Regions from separate parts of the Sus scrofa genome. Here region 2 is linked to region 1. The links are chromatin contacts, called in public HiChIP or PLAC-seq maps. All regions are on one chromosome and are shown on one strand. Each heading gives the region's core, a stretch centred on a gene start, on an enhancer-like site or on the middle of the called end of the contact. The rest is flanking DNA. Distances are from core to core; before and after follow the strand shown. Region 1 has its middle 14 kb from the start of CALM1. Region 2 overlaps C7H14orf159 (UPF0317 protein C14orf159 homolog, mitochondrial).

Evidence for each region. HiChIP or PLAC-seq counts read pairs in DNA pulled down with a chosen protein or histone mark.
Region 2: a contact with region 1 is called in an H3K27ac HiChIP or PLAC-seq map of skeletal muscle, with 4 times the contacts expected there. The contact joins two enhancer-like sites. A contact is called at or near these places in 2 of 47 Hi-C or Micro-C datasets (fetal heart ventricle and heart right ventricle) and 2 of 2 datasets of contacts at active chromatin or transcription factors (alveolar macrophages and skeletal muscle).

What each region holds. Positions count from the first base shown.
Region 1 is chr7:112,143,035-112,150,166 of Sscrofa11.1, reverse strand. No RefSeq gene overlaps it. Among named protein-coding and RNA genes, the nearest start is that of CALM1, 14 kb to the left of the region's middle. Within about 2 kb of position 3,481, at least 83 of the 83 cell types and tissues checked have an H3K27ac peak or open chromatin away from gene starts, as enhancers often do. A contact at or near this core is called in skeletal muscle, where this site is marked.
Region 2 is chr7:112,836,876-112,844,007 of Sscrofa11.1, reverse strand. It overlaps C7H14orf159 (UPF0317 protein C14orf159 homolog, mitochondrial), which reads right to left. Exons shown (of 20, transcript XM_021100082.1): 7 at 6,205-6,381; 8 at 4,298-4,430; 9 at 3,259-3,496; 10 at 1,655-1,837; 11 at 486-649. Among named protein-coding and RNA genes, the nearest start is that of GPR68, 64 kb to the left of the region's middle. Within about 2 kb of position 3,352, at least 17 of the 83 cell types and tissues checked have an H3K27ac peak or open chromatin away from gene starts, as enhancers often do. A contact at or near this core is called in skeletal muscle, where this site is marked.

The DNA.
Region 1 (7,132 bases), core at 2,232-4,731:
TGGAGATGCGGATATAAATAGAGCTAAGGTCATACGGAAGTTGATTCAAAACTTACATCTTTTTATAAATGGTAAAAATTAACATAAATTATAGAATTCCTACTTTGTTGAATGATACTCAGTTGAAATACTTAGAACAGACAAAGCCATGCCTACTCAAACTGATCATTCCCGACATTTATTTCCAAAAATTGCCAAAAATGATTGAAAGCTGGTTAGAGGACATTATCTCTTTACAAAAATCAGAAAAGCAATAAAAGAAAGTGAGCAATTTTGTTTGAGTGAGTCAGCTTTGAGGTTTTTTTTTTTTAAATCATTTTCTTCTAAATCTTTGTATTATCCAAAGAATGTAATAGAATACATACAAAGGAAAGCTTGGAGATATAAGACCTGTTATTTCAAAAGATGTTATTAATGTCCCATAATGATGATACTTCCTTAGCTTAAAAATAAAAAGTGGAGACGATTCAAATGGAGAAAAAAATCATGGTGTTGAAAAAAGAAACCATACCTTCTACATTGTGGACCCTCAATAACTATTGGTTGGTTGATTTTCTTGGAACTCACAAGACCCTTTCACATTCTGGTTCTTTTTTCTACTTCTGTCCTTTATTATTGTTCATTCATTCCTTCAACAGTTTTACTGACCTCACGGAACATAAAATGAAATTCATGGAGTTCCCCTTCGTGGCTCAGTGGTTAACGAATCCAACTAGGAGCCATGAGGTTGCGGGTTTGATCCCTGGCCTCGCTCAGTGGGTTAGGGATCCAGCGTTGCCATGAGTTGTGGTGTAGGTCACAGACGCGGCTCAGATCCCATGTTGCTGTGGCTGTGGCGTAGGCCGGTGGCTATAGCTCCGATTAGACCCCTAGCCTGGAACCTCCATATGCTGTGGGTGTAGCCCTAGAAAAGACAAAAAAATAAAAAATAAAAAAAATTAAGAATATAAATTCAATAGGCCCTGTCCTTAGTGAGCTAATTTGCTGACCACCAAAAAGTAGCAGCTTTGATAGGTACTAAGAATATTTTGTGGCACACTGATTCACATTTAGATAAATCTACAAGAACAATGTAAATCAGCTATAATGGAAAAAATGAAAATCATTATAAAAATAGATGAATCTACAGTAAACCTAACTTCTTGGTAAATGGGGTCTCTCCCTCCAGAAATATTCTGAAGATTGAGCATGAAAATAAAAGTGTCTTAAAAGGCTTAAAGCACACCAGCCTAAATATAATGTCACAGTGAAATTATGGTCTAACTTCTTCATAGAAGAATCAGGTATTAGCGCTGGAACAGATCTGGAAGTCCTCTAATCCAATCCTCTCATTCCACAGAATAGAAAATTGAGGTCTAGAGAACAGAGGAACTTAGCCAAGAATTCCCAATGTCAGTAGTGGCACAGTAAAAGCTCTTATCTCACATTATAATCTGACTTGATACCAAGAAGTCATGGTACATATTTCCTATACCATACCCACTGCAAAAGAAATATGATGTATTATTTCTTTGGGGAGGTATTTTTATGGTGAGTTGCTCATTTGCAAGTTCAGATATTCACTCACTTGGCAAACAGCTTTGGGGATGATTACCAGCCACCTACAGAAAGAAGACCACAGCTTTTCTCCTTTTTGAGCTATGCTTTGAGTAAAAGTTTAAGAAGCAGTAATAAACAGCAACTGGCAACTATAGCCTTAGATCAAAGAACAACCTTTATACAGGTCCAGTGCAGACATCACTACACAGGTTGTAAAACCTCAGGAAAAACCATTAATAGCATAATCTGAGAATCAGGATGTGAATAGACACTAGTTTAATCACAAAAATCATTAGATCATCCAAGCCCCATGGTGCCAAAATCACAGAGAGAGGATAAAATCACATTTAAATAAAATGGCAGTTCTAGAAATCCACAGGGTTTCATTTTCTTAGCTAGATTCTTGTAGCAGTGAGAATTAACCAACTAACATTTCATCTCTGCTCCTTTTTCTGCAGGACACTGAAAATTACGTTCAGGGAAAACTTAGTTGCTTTAGTTCCTAGACCTTCCTTCAGTTATACAGCAAAGTTCCCCAAATGCTTGAGCCATCTCACAGCATCAGCTCCAGAAGATGGGGTGTTACTAGAGCATAAAAACACTGGCTTGAGACACAGACAACCTAGATTCTATTCTGTGCTCTGCTCCTCAACTGCTATGTGACTGCAGGGGTGTCAACTGATCTTCCCGGGTCTCAGACTGTTCACTGTGTAATGAGGGATCAGAGGTATGCAGACTGTGGTACCAGATCTGGCTCGTTTGACAGGTGATTTTATTAAGCCTTCTCCTCTATCTAGGAGAGCCTATCCTCGGCACCGAAGAATGCCCCCTCGGTTTACTGAGGAGCTAACCGTCGGTTCTCAGGCTACAGTCTGTTAATCTACCCTCGTCCGTCCCATGCCCCCCAGGCCGGCTCCTGGTCCATCCCCTCGGCCCCTTCTATGCAGACACAGCGGAAAACCCGAGCCCGCGGGGACGAGATAAGGAAATCACAGGAGGGAAATGGAAACCGGCCCTTCTGAAACAAAAGTGCCCACGACGGTGCTTTCGGGCGGCCGGGCCTCGGCTCGTAGTAAACAGGAAGGGTCGCCTCGGAGGCAGATCGAGTTGGGGTTTCGAGATAAGGCGAGGTTTTCTTCTTATCGCTCCGGTGGCTGCTATTATCACACAAGGTGCCGCGTAAACGCGAACGCGGCCTCAATGAGCTAGGGGGGAGGGCGAGGGTGGTTTCCGATCGCCCCTCGGAGGGCCACGAGCCTGGCAAAGGGATTTAGGCTTGTTTCTAGGAAAACTCCGTGTCTCGCGACGCTCCAGCGGGAAGAGAACCTGAGCGCCTCTCGCCTAAGCCTTTCAAGTACGCGCGGGCGGGCAGGGCGGGGCGGGGCGCGGCGCGGGCGAGGGCACTACATCTCCCGGCGGAGGAACACAGGCAGTCCTCTTTCACACGCCCCAAACGCGCAGCTCTGGAGCCGGTTGCTTAGTTGGCGCTGCCGAGGCTGCTTTCCTCCTTCAGTTTGACAAGGGCGCTCTGATTGGCCAGCGCGACCCTGCAGTCGTTGGCCGGAAAGAGTCGAGACGCCTGATTGGCCGCTCCGCACCTGCAATGCGTCAAGCCGCGGTGGGCGTGGAGGACCCCGCGTGAATGGCCGTGGCTGGAGGAGGGTCAGCAGGCTGCTTTCGGGAGGGAGCGGCTCCGCCTATGGCCGCCATCTTTACTAGAGGCACCGCGGACGGCTGGGACGCAGGGGGTTTTTCGTGGAGCTTTTGGGGACAGTGGAAATAGGCTCTGCGACAGAAGTTTTGCTGGGGGTTTCTGTTCCCTTTTTCTATGGTGGTGGGTTGTTTCGTTTTTGCTCAGGTCCCAGGGAGGTGGTGGGGTAGGATTCGAGGGCTCGCGGCTCAGGGCAGAGTGGCCACCCAGGAAGGAGGGGGTCTGACAGGAGGTTTAGGCGGCGCTTCCCGAAAACCGCTGGGTCTGCGTTCTGTCGGCGGGCGCAGGGAGGGTGATTTGACTCCTCTCCATTTCTAGAAGCAAAGGGGAGGTTGGCTTCCTGGGCTTTTGCTCGGGCTGGAAGGCAGTTCTGGAAAGCTCCTCCGAATACGTCATGGTTGTTGCTCGCGCTGTGCGCGGTCCCGCCTGCAGGGAATGCGGTTTTTGTTTTTCAGAGCTGTAAATCCCACAACCGCCTAGGGAACTTTCTCGGCTCCGGAGACAGTGGCCTGCAGGGGCCAAGCGGAGCTTGCTAGACAGACATGATAGCAGACGTTGGCTGAAATTATTTTGATCCTGTCAGTTTAGTTGCCATTTTAGGCGACTCGTCGTGTGTTTGGGTGTGGATCCCGCTTTCATCTCCGATGTTCACCCCCCTCTGAGAAGGGGGGGGTCCTCATATTATGTTTTACTGTTCCAAAAGTGATGGTTGTTCAGGGTTACCTTCCGTATATATGAGTGAAAGAAAAAAAAAATATATGTGTTTCCTGGGTGAATTAGAGCTGGGGGAGTGGAAATAAGCCATGGTTGTCTTGTTTTCGGGAGATGATGTCTGATGGTTTTATTTGAGCTGCGTAGGTGCAAATTCGGTGGAGCGTGGCTATCCAAAGGTGAATTCTGGAGCTGCCTTGGTGTGGGTGTTGCTATGGCCACAGGGAGAGGTAGTGAATTATAGGGCCAATAAACCCAGCGCAGCCAGGCCTCTCCCTTGTGTGAAGCCTTAGTAATTGACGACCCGGGTTCGTGTATCCTGGCTTTCGCAGTTCCCTTCCCCGTCCAAGATTCCTGGATTGATCTTTACAGGCACACGTGGGTCTGTACTGACTCTTCTATTGACGAATATGGCAGGTGCAGCCACAGCTTTGTATAGGTTTTCTGATTAGGTGCTGCCATGTGGGAGCGTGGTGTGGTACCATTTACCAGACAATTTTATTTGTAAGTTGTTGCTAGTCTTAGCTAATGGCACTGATTTTGAACATTTAATCACTGTCTCATGCGTTTTCCCGTAGGCAAAGCATCACTTTACCTTAGAGTGCCTCCTGCCTAAAACTAACGCTCCCTTTTACTGTGTCTCAGTATGATGCCAGAGCACTGAGTTCAGGGACGTTGCAAAAGACAATTGCAGCTTTGCATAATCTCCGTATAGCAACAACCACTCGTGCCTCTCTGGAACACCCAGTAATTCAGTGTTCTTTGGCAGCTGCAGTGCTGGGAGTTGGCCACTTTGCTTGCTGCGGTGAGGTAGAGCAAAGGACTAAATCTTCTGGAGCCTTGGTTTCTTCTGTAACATGAAGAGAATTAAATCTGTCTCACAGTCCTTGTGAAGATTGCAGGAGATGAGAATGTGCCAGGTCTGTGGAAATTGTAGAACGACTGACATAGTGATAATCAGTTACTAAAGCATTTATTGAGGGCCCATAACTATCTGACCTTGTGAGAGGAAGATTTTCCTTCAGGATTTTCTGCTTTGTGAGGGGAACAGATGGACAAACTCAGATCCAAAATAAACTTTGAATGGCTTAGGGTTTTTTTTTTGTTTGTTTTGTTTGTTTTCCCCTTAGGGAAGGCATAGTATTAATATAGCCTTGTTAGCATGCAGTGCCAGATTTGAGGGCCCTTAGGGTGACTAGCTCATCACAGTTTGCCTTGGTCTTTCCTGGTTTTAGCATCAAAGGCCCATGTCCTAGAAAGCCCCTCTGTCCCAGGCAAACTAGGACATTTGATCACCCTTGGATTGTTTTCAGTGCCACAAGATGGGAGAGTGAACAGAATGGGAAATGAAGATTCCAACTATATAGAGGTGGTTAGGTTTCTCTAGGATCTGTGAGGACACGGGTTACTGAGCACAAGAAAACAGATGTCCTTGTGTAAGATAAGTCTGAGCTGACACCTGAAACTTGGCATGTCCAGAGTCAAACATAATTTTAGCTATTGTTCCTTCTCTCAGTCCCCTCTCAGGGTTTTGCTTTTCATGTTTTATGTTTTTAAAGGTTCTTACTCAATTCCAGTCTTTATCTCTGGTAAGGGCTCTCCTGAAGTATTAGTCACTTTTGAGTGCAGAAGTTCTTTTTAACACCATGGACCCCTTTGCCAGTCTGATGAAGCCTAATTCTACTGTGGTTCATTGCCATGTTCATAATTGAAAGCATGCTACATTTCACGTAGAAGTTAGTGAAAATAGTTGTTCTACTTTTCCATCTAAGTTCGTGGACCTAAACTGCCTCCATATAGACCAGATTCAGAAGCTCACTCCTCCGTTGCCCTGTTGTAGTACTCTTTCCACCCTGAACTTTTTTTTTTTTTTTTTTTTGCCTTTTAGGGCCACATTCTCGGCACATAGGGGTTCCAAGGCTAGAGGTCCAATCGGAGCCACCAGCCTACGCCTCAGCCACAGCAACATCAGATCTGAGCCAAGTCTGCAACCTACACCACAGCTCACAGCAATGCCAGATCCTCAACCCACTGAGTGAGGCCAGGGACCAAACCTGCAACCTAATGGTTCCTAGTCAGATTTCTTTCCACTGCGCCGCAATTGGAATTCCCCACTCTAAACTTTTTTATGTTCTTTCACCATTATATGCCACCACCATAGTTCAAGACACTGAGACTGTTATCCTAACTATTGCAAAAGTTGTTCTGCCTTATGCCCAGCTGGTGGAGTAGTTTTTCCAAAGCACACAAGTGACTATATAATTTCCCTCTTCAGACCTCCCATGGCTTCCTATGGTCTCTAGGATTAAGTCCAGATTCCTTAGGAATTCCTTCAGGCCCCTCCATAATATGGCCTTTCAGTCCTAATAACCTGCTATCTTTTGCATCTCCTAAATTTCAGCCGCATGAGCTGTTTAACGTGGAAGTACCTGAGCCAGGGACACAGCAGCGATTATGGCTACTGCAGTGACAATGCTGGATCCCTAACCCAGTGTGCCACAAGGGAACACCTCCATCTCTTATTCACATTGCTCTCTAGGCCTAGATTTCTGATTTCCATCATCTCTGCAAAATAAAGCTCTAACATCCTTAAAAACTTAGCTCAAGTGCAAAGTCAGCTATGATAACCTCTTCCTCCACTGGGCTCCTCAGTGCTTTATTTCACCCTTTTCTGTTACCACATTCTACTTTTATTATGAGTATTTGATTATTCATTCCATAAATGTTTGTCAAGTATGTATTTGTTGTGACTGTGGCCCTGTATTTAGGGTCCATGGGGATATGAAATAAAACTGATTTGGACCTTGGTTTTTAAAGGAGTTATATTTTGGGTTGGGAGATAATATGCACATTTTTTTCAAAGTAGAAGAAAACAAGTATTTCCAAAGCCCAGAGGGAAAACTGATTTTGCTAAAGTGATCAGAGAAAGCTTTGTGGAGGAGGTGGCATTGAGCTAGCTTAGAGGATCAGTGACTTATATGGATGTGCATAGGGAAGGCATTCCACACAGAGGGAATACCAGGAACAAAGCAACCAAGCTGAAAGGAGCAGGATATGTTGGGGAAGGGGAAGACGTTTAGTTTGTTATTAAGGGGCCTCATGGGAGACAGACTGCTGGCAGATTGGTTAAGGCTAGATAGGCAATACCCACATATTCCAGACCAGAAGATA
Region 2 (7,132 bases), core at 2,103-4,602, 690 kb before region 1:
GAGACGCAGGACCACTGCTTATTCATCTCACAGATGCACACAATAGGTGCTCCATAAATGTAGATGCGAATTGAGCAAATAGCATCTTGGATTTCACAGAAAACAGGACCATTCCTCAGATCTAATAGAAAGCCAAAGTCAGCCAACTCTTCAGAAGGAAAACCTCCTTGACAGAAGTGTCAAGCATTCTAACTTAACTTTCCACGTGATATAAAGGGGAAGAACTAGGGATTTTTGATGATGGCAGTCTTTGTTTTTCTGTGTTTTGGACAGAACCTAAAACGGGTCACTCTCAAGCCACACGCATTAGCACAGTCAGCTCCCAGCGTGCCCTGGGGTTTTGCCCCAGCAGCTGTGACAGCAGCAGCAATTCATCTATTGCTAGTAGAAGTTTAGATGTTGAAATCCGAGCATGAGTTTGTAAACGAGAAAGATTCAAGGTCCCTGGCCAGGGAGGGCATTCGTTCTCATTTACAATCAAATACGCTATTGCAGGTCAGGACTGAAGCGCTAAGGCGGGCTGGGGCCGGGCAGCAGTGAGATCTCCTCTGCAAGGCGACCCCCTGGCCGGCGGCGGCGGGAGAGGGCTGAGACCACCCACCGCGCGGGAGGATATTTCCCGCGCGGATGTGCGGGAGCGTGTATACAGCTGAGCACAGACACTCGGAAATGACCGCAAGCTCCCTGACATCTGCGTCGTGTCTCCTGCAGCATTTGATTCCTAAGATCTGGGCACAAAGTAGGTTCCCCCAACATTGATCTGCAATAAATGAATGAACAGAATCCCACGGATCTTGGCGTTTTTGTCTCAGGACCATATTAGAGATAATCTTCCACTATCAGGAGGCTCTTATGATAGCTCAACTCTCAAGAATGCTTTAAAAATAAATGGAAAGTAGCACATCTTATTATTTGTAGTGCAAGCCAGGCTGACCTGGCTAGAATTTTCCTCTGTCTAGGACAGTGGTCTGCAACTGCTATTTTTTGTTGTTGTTTCTGTCCCATCCCTACTTTACTGTGAACCAGTTAGGGCGCCCTCGTGTGTCGTCTTATTGTAATATCACCCTCGGCCTTGGAAAAAATGAACTGACAGTATTGCTTTCAAATACCTTGCAAAAAAATCGCTTTGTTTAGTTGAGTTGCTTGCCTTTACCTTTGCTTTCAAAGCCCCACCAACTTCCAGAATGTCTCCAAAGTCAAGCAAAACATTGACCCTTCTCTTAGAATGGGTGGTGAGCCTTCCGCAGACAGAAATAGATTTAATCAAAACATATTTGACCTGGGAGTTCCCACTGTGGCTTAGCGGTTAAGGTATCTGACTAGCATCCATGAGGATGCAGGTTCGATCCCTGGCCTTGTTCAGTGGGCTAAGGATCTGGTTTGCCATGAACTGTGGTGTAGGTTGTAGACTTGGCTCGGATCCTGCGTTGCTGTGGCTGTGGGTAGGCCAGCAGCTACAACTCTGAATATGCCGTGGGTGCAGCCCTAAAAAGAAAAAACAAAACAAGCAAAACATATTCGACCTGAAAGGCAGCTGCTCTGGGGAGACCCAGCACTGGGATGATAAGGAAGATGTCACAGAGACCTTCCCTGGGGGCTGTTTCATGACTTTCTTCCCCAAGTCACTGCGCCACAAGCCTATGCATTCAGGAACTAGAGATGGACCTGATTCCATCCCAGGTCAGAGTAACTGGCCCCTTAAACCCAGACGTACTGCAGCCGCTGACAGCTTGGAGTCTGATCAGCCGAGAAGGCCAGAACACTGGAACATCCCGGGGCTGACACACCACAGGCTCCCTGAAGTCAGATCTGGAAAGATCTTTGATGCACAATGGTTCTGCAGGTGGAAAAAGAGAGTCCCACCGGGTCCTGCACTGGCTGGTAGCATCTGATTTGAACACACTGAGTAGTTTGTGGTTCCTTCTCCAACAGGACCTCTAGCCACAGGCCTGCTGCAAACTGTATTGGAGAAGGACGGGGAGGAGACCCAGAATCTGGATTTTAACCCCCTCAGGATGCTTGCTGACTTCCATTCTGAGTGGCATCGTTTCCAAGCATGGAACCTCAGACGCCTGGTGTGATTGCTGGAGGGGACTTGGGGACATTTAGCCCAATGTCGTCATTGTACAGATTGCTGACAAAGCCAGTGATTTTGAGTTTATCTTGGTACAGACTGGGTCACACAACCCAGGCAAAAACTCTGTTTGACCACCAGCAGCATCCCTGCACCTGGCCAGCTGTCAGCGCACCCGCGAAGATGGCGGAGAGAAATGTATCGATCGGGTCCAATCGATCCCACTAAAGATATAACAACTCATGGAGTTCCCGTTGTGGCGCAGTGGTTAACAAATCCGACTAGGAACCATGAGGTTGCGGGTTCGGTCCCTGCCCTTGCTCAGTGGGTTAACGATCCGGCGTTGCTGTGAGCTGTGGTGTAGGTTGCAGACGTGGCTCGGATCCTGCGTTGCTGTGGCTCTGGCGTAGGCTGGTGGCTATGGCTCCGATTAGACCCCTAGCCTGGGAATCTCCACATGCCGCAGAAGCGGCCCAAGAAATAGCAAAAAAAAAAAAAAAAAAAGAAACTCAGCAGACATTCGGCTTTGGGTGGTCCTGGACCATCTTTCTATGAAACGTGGCAAGTGCTGATTGCATTTTTGCAGAATGCTGGGCTTTGTCAAAGTTTGTTATGCAGCTGAGCATGTTCCGTTATGCTCAACCCTGACTCTCCCCCAAGGCCCAATCCCAAGCTCCCATCAGGCCTCTGAGAGCCTCCAAGAGGCCTGGGCAGCTTCCACGCTTGGATCTGCTCACTCACTGTCAGGCTGAGTGAATACACTGGGGATCAAAGGATTTCAGTTCCAGTTAACACTTGGAAGGAAGCCGTCCCCTGCCCAAATATGCTGCTGAACAATAGCCTAGATTAGTGGTTGCTATGATTTCAGATCTCAAGACAAATAGCTCTGCTGACATCCTCCACCACCTGCTTCCCCCACCCCAGGGTTCACCCCAAGTGTCACAGGGGCTAATGGGCGAGGCTAGCAGTTCCGTCAAGGACATCACCTTCAAAACTGAAGGGCATCTGCAAACCCAGCCCTGGTACTGACTGCTGCAGGAATCTGTCTTGTCCAGGGCCTTCACCCCAGGGCTCCTGGGAAAGATGAGACAAGTCAGAGGAACTCAGGAACATAGCAAGTTCCTGTCTTCTTGGGAAGAAGTCCAATGCAGCTGTCAGAATCATGAATGAGAGTGGACCCTGACCTGGGTCATGGATGTGAATTGGTTGTCCTTGCACCACCCGCACTGAGCAACTGGCCTGCACCAGCCTTTCCAGCTTGTCCTTGGGAACATGCCTCACTATGACCACCAGGGGGCGGCAAAGGCCAGTGATGTGGCGCAAGGCCCAGCTCTCTGCCGAGAAATCAAGTGAAAACTCTTTTCGTGTTTTTGTTTTTGTTTCTAAAAAACAGAATCGGCCCAGGTCGAAGCCCTGAGCACCAAGAGTTCAAGGCAGCTGAATGAAGACAGAGGTCCAAGTAGCTATTATAAAAATGCAGCTTCTACTTTTAGGTGACAGAGATCAGGATGTTTGCTGGGGATTATTGGTCTAAAACTGAGAATCTTAACTTTGCAGGTGCCTCTGGTCGTCTGGGGCAGCCGTAAACCTGTGTAGAAGTAGTAGTTTTTTGCCTTTTTTTTTTTTTCCTTCGGTCTCACCTGCAGCATATGAAGTTCCTGGGCCAGGGATCGAACCCATGCCACAGCAGTGACCCAAGCTGCTGCAGTGACAATGCCAGAGCCCTAATGTGCTGCACCACAAGGGAACTCCCTAGAAGGAGTATTTTTAACTGCACAAAAGGAAATGCAGAGGATTACAAAAGAAACCAATCATGCTGGAAATGCAGTTATCAAATTATGGGGGGAACATGTTAGGTGATGTTTCTTCATTAACAGCTCAAGGAACAAGATGGCAGGCCCACCGCTGGAATTTTGAAGCGGTGATGGACATATGGGGTAATTTTGAGATTTCAGGAAGGACCGCAGTGTGACATGAAAACATCTGTGCTTTCTTTGGGCAGCCACGAAGTCCCCGGGTCTGCTGACACGTCACAGCTTCTTCCCTGCCTTCATGCCAGAAGGAAATGCTCAATTTCACTGTGAGGCTATGAAAATTCAAATGTAAATTTTTCCCCAGTGGATTCCACGGACCCTCTGAATTTTCTCCACAAACCTCAAGGCGCCTGTGAACCACAAGCGAGGATCTCTAGGAGAATCAGAGGCAGAGGGTCCCAGACCCCACTGGGCCCTGCTCATGCCTCCTGCCTCCGGAGAAGCCACCCAGGACGACCCGTGTGACTGTCACTGGTGGTGTTGTTTTTTCTCCCCTGGACGGTTTCTGGACCCCGTAGCGGGGCTTATGAGACACTGAGGACCTGCCAGGAGGATAATCGGCTGGGACAGTCTTGGCAGCTGCCTGAAGGGCTTGCTGTTAGCACCCTGTCAGCCACAGGATGAAAGCTTGGTGTGCCTGCCAGTTTGTGCCCAAATAACAGCTCTTGGGAAGGGGCACATGCCCTGGAGGCTCCCAGGAGACTGGCAGGGCGCCCCGAGGCTGAGGGCCTCCTCCCGAGGGCCCACCTCACCTCCCCAGGGCCCCCAGCTGAGTCCAAGACACTGCCTGGCCATTTCTCCCAGGACCGGTGGGCAGAGGCACCAGTGTCTGAGAAGAAGCTATCTGGGAACCCTGGGGGGCAGCGAGGTGTGGCCACAGGGCTCTGCAGAGCACTTACTGTGGGCAGTGCCAGGCACCTCTGTGCCATGTATCATATATCCTGTAATTGTCACCCCTCCTCCGCTCTCAGCGTTTATTTTATTTTATTTATTTATTGATTTTGCTTTTTAAAGCCACACCTGCAGCATATGGAGGTTCCCAGGCTGGGGTCAAACTGGAGCTGTAGCCCCCGGCCAACGCCAGAGCCACAGCAACGCCAGATCTGAGCTGCATCTTCGGCCTACACCACAGCTCATGGCAACACCAGATCCTTAACCCACTGAGGGGGCGGGTGCAGGGATTGAACCTGCATACCCTTGGATACTAGTTGGGTTTGTTGCCACTGCGCCACAATGGGAATTTGATAGGCATTTTATAGGTGGGAGCCAGGAGCCCTGGTTTCCAGGCTGCTTCTGGCACTGTGGCAAGTCCCTCTCTCTTTCAAGCCTCATTTCTGCATCTGCACACGATGGGCCGCCAGCCCTCCCGGCTCCTACCTGCCCCAAACAGTGGCGTGTTCCAGGCCAGCCCTGCCCTGCGGTTCTGCCCCGCCCTGCCCCACCTTCCAGAAGGTTCCTCAGACACTACTTCACACACGAAAAGCAGCACACACTGTGGGCAGCCTGTGTCAGAGCAGAGGCAGATCAGGCCCCACTGGCAGGAGCCCAAAGCAAGCAGGACTGCAGAACTGTTCCGGAGCCCTAGACAAAATCACCAATCTGAGTCCCCAAAGAACCCCGGGCCAGGCTGTTGACACTGGCTGACCCTCCACCCGGCCGAGTAAATTCTCAGACTTCCCAGGAGTGTCCCGGCAGGGGTCAGAGAAGGAGGGATCTGGTTCTCTCCTCGCGACAGACAGGCTGTGGCTGGATTAAAACCTCGGAGCCACAGCAGGGAGGCGGCCCCCCAGCGCGCCCGTCCCAGGAGAGGCCGCCACGCTGCACTTGTGACCACAGCCGCCGCCTCCGGCCAAGACATGACCCAGCTTTCCTGACAAGAGACATAACCCAGCAGCTAATGGCCTGGCCGAGGCTCTGCCACAAATCCCCGGGCATGTACCCCACCAGGCACACGCTCCCCGGGAACCTTTTCAAAAATCTCACTGAGATGCCCTAAGTTAAAGGAGCCAGACCGATTCTGCACAGGTCTGGTTTGCACAGCCCAGTGATGGGTCCAAAAGGGCTTGACTGAGCCTCTCGAGGGCACGCTGGGTGCTCACAGCAGCCCCAGAGGCGGGCAGGGGAGAGGCTGGTGGTTCCATTTTCCGGATGAGGAAATAAGCTCAGAGAGGTCAACCACTTGTCCCGGGTTGCACAGCCAGAAGGTGGCTGAGCTTAGGTCTCCTGTCTCCGGTTGACAGTGTTCTCTCCAGCACGGGAAAATACAAGTGGACCCGCATTTTCCAGTCGTTCTATCTCCGTGGATTGCGTCCCTACCTTGCAGGCGCCCATGTGGTTGTAGCTGCTGCATCTCCTCTGGAGAGCCCCGCCTTCTCCAAGGCCCCTTTCAGAGAGAAGCTGCCACCCAGCAGGAAGGCCACCGCGTCCTTCAGTGAGGTCAGACTGCCAGTGCAGGCGCCGAACATGTACTTCCAGAACTGGGGACAGCCCGTCCTGGGAACATAAGGGAAAGCTCATAGACCCCAGACTCAGCATGGACTCTGTGCATTTTTAAAAAGGACTTGGGAGAGAGACGAGGACGGCTGGGGCTGAAATTTCAGGCGCTGGCATCAGGGCAGGGAGATATAGTTTTGAGCAGGGGGCCTTGCTAGCATCCTTCAAATCTTGCCAGACTGGGGACCATTCAATCAGCATGAATATAATGCTGATTCCACGCTATTATATGGCCTGTAACCTCAACCCAAAACCAGCAAGAAGAAACAATGGCGCCTTCTCAGCCATCAACACCCACAGATCAAAGGGACAGAGGGCACGTGTCTCAGGGAAGCTCCCAGAGCCAGGAATAGAAAGGCCTTCCTTCTCCTTAGACTCTTCTGCAGGGTGGAAAGACTTTGGTTCTGGAGTTCCCGCTGTGGTGCAGTGGCTTAAGAATCCAACTGCAGTGGTTTAGGTCACTGCAGAGGTGTGGGTTCGATCCCCTGCCCCTCGCAGTGGGTTAAAGGATCCTGTGTTGCCACAGCGTGCATAGGTCGGAGCTGGGGCTTGGATTCAGTCCCCGGCCCCAGCCCAGGAATTTTCATATGGAATTTTCATATGGAATTTTCACATGTGGGTGCAGTCATTTAAAAAAAAAAAAAAAAAAAGACTCTTGTTACAAGCCTGTTCTTCATTCACTCCAAAATCATTTTGCTGACCTATTCTTCCATGCCAGGCACAGACCAGGGGACAGGGTGTCGTGATGGAG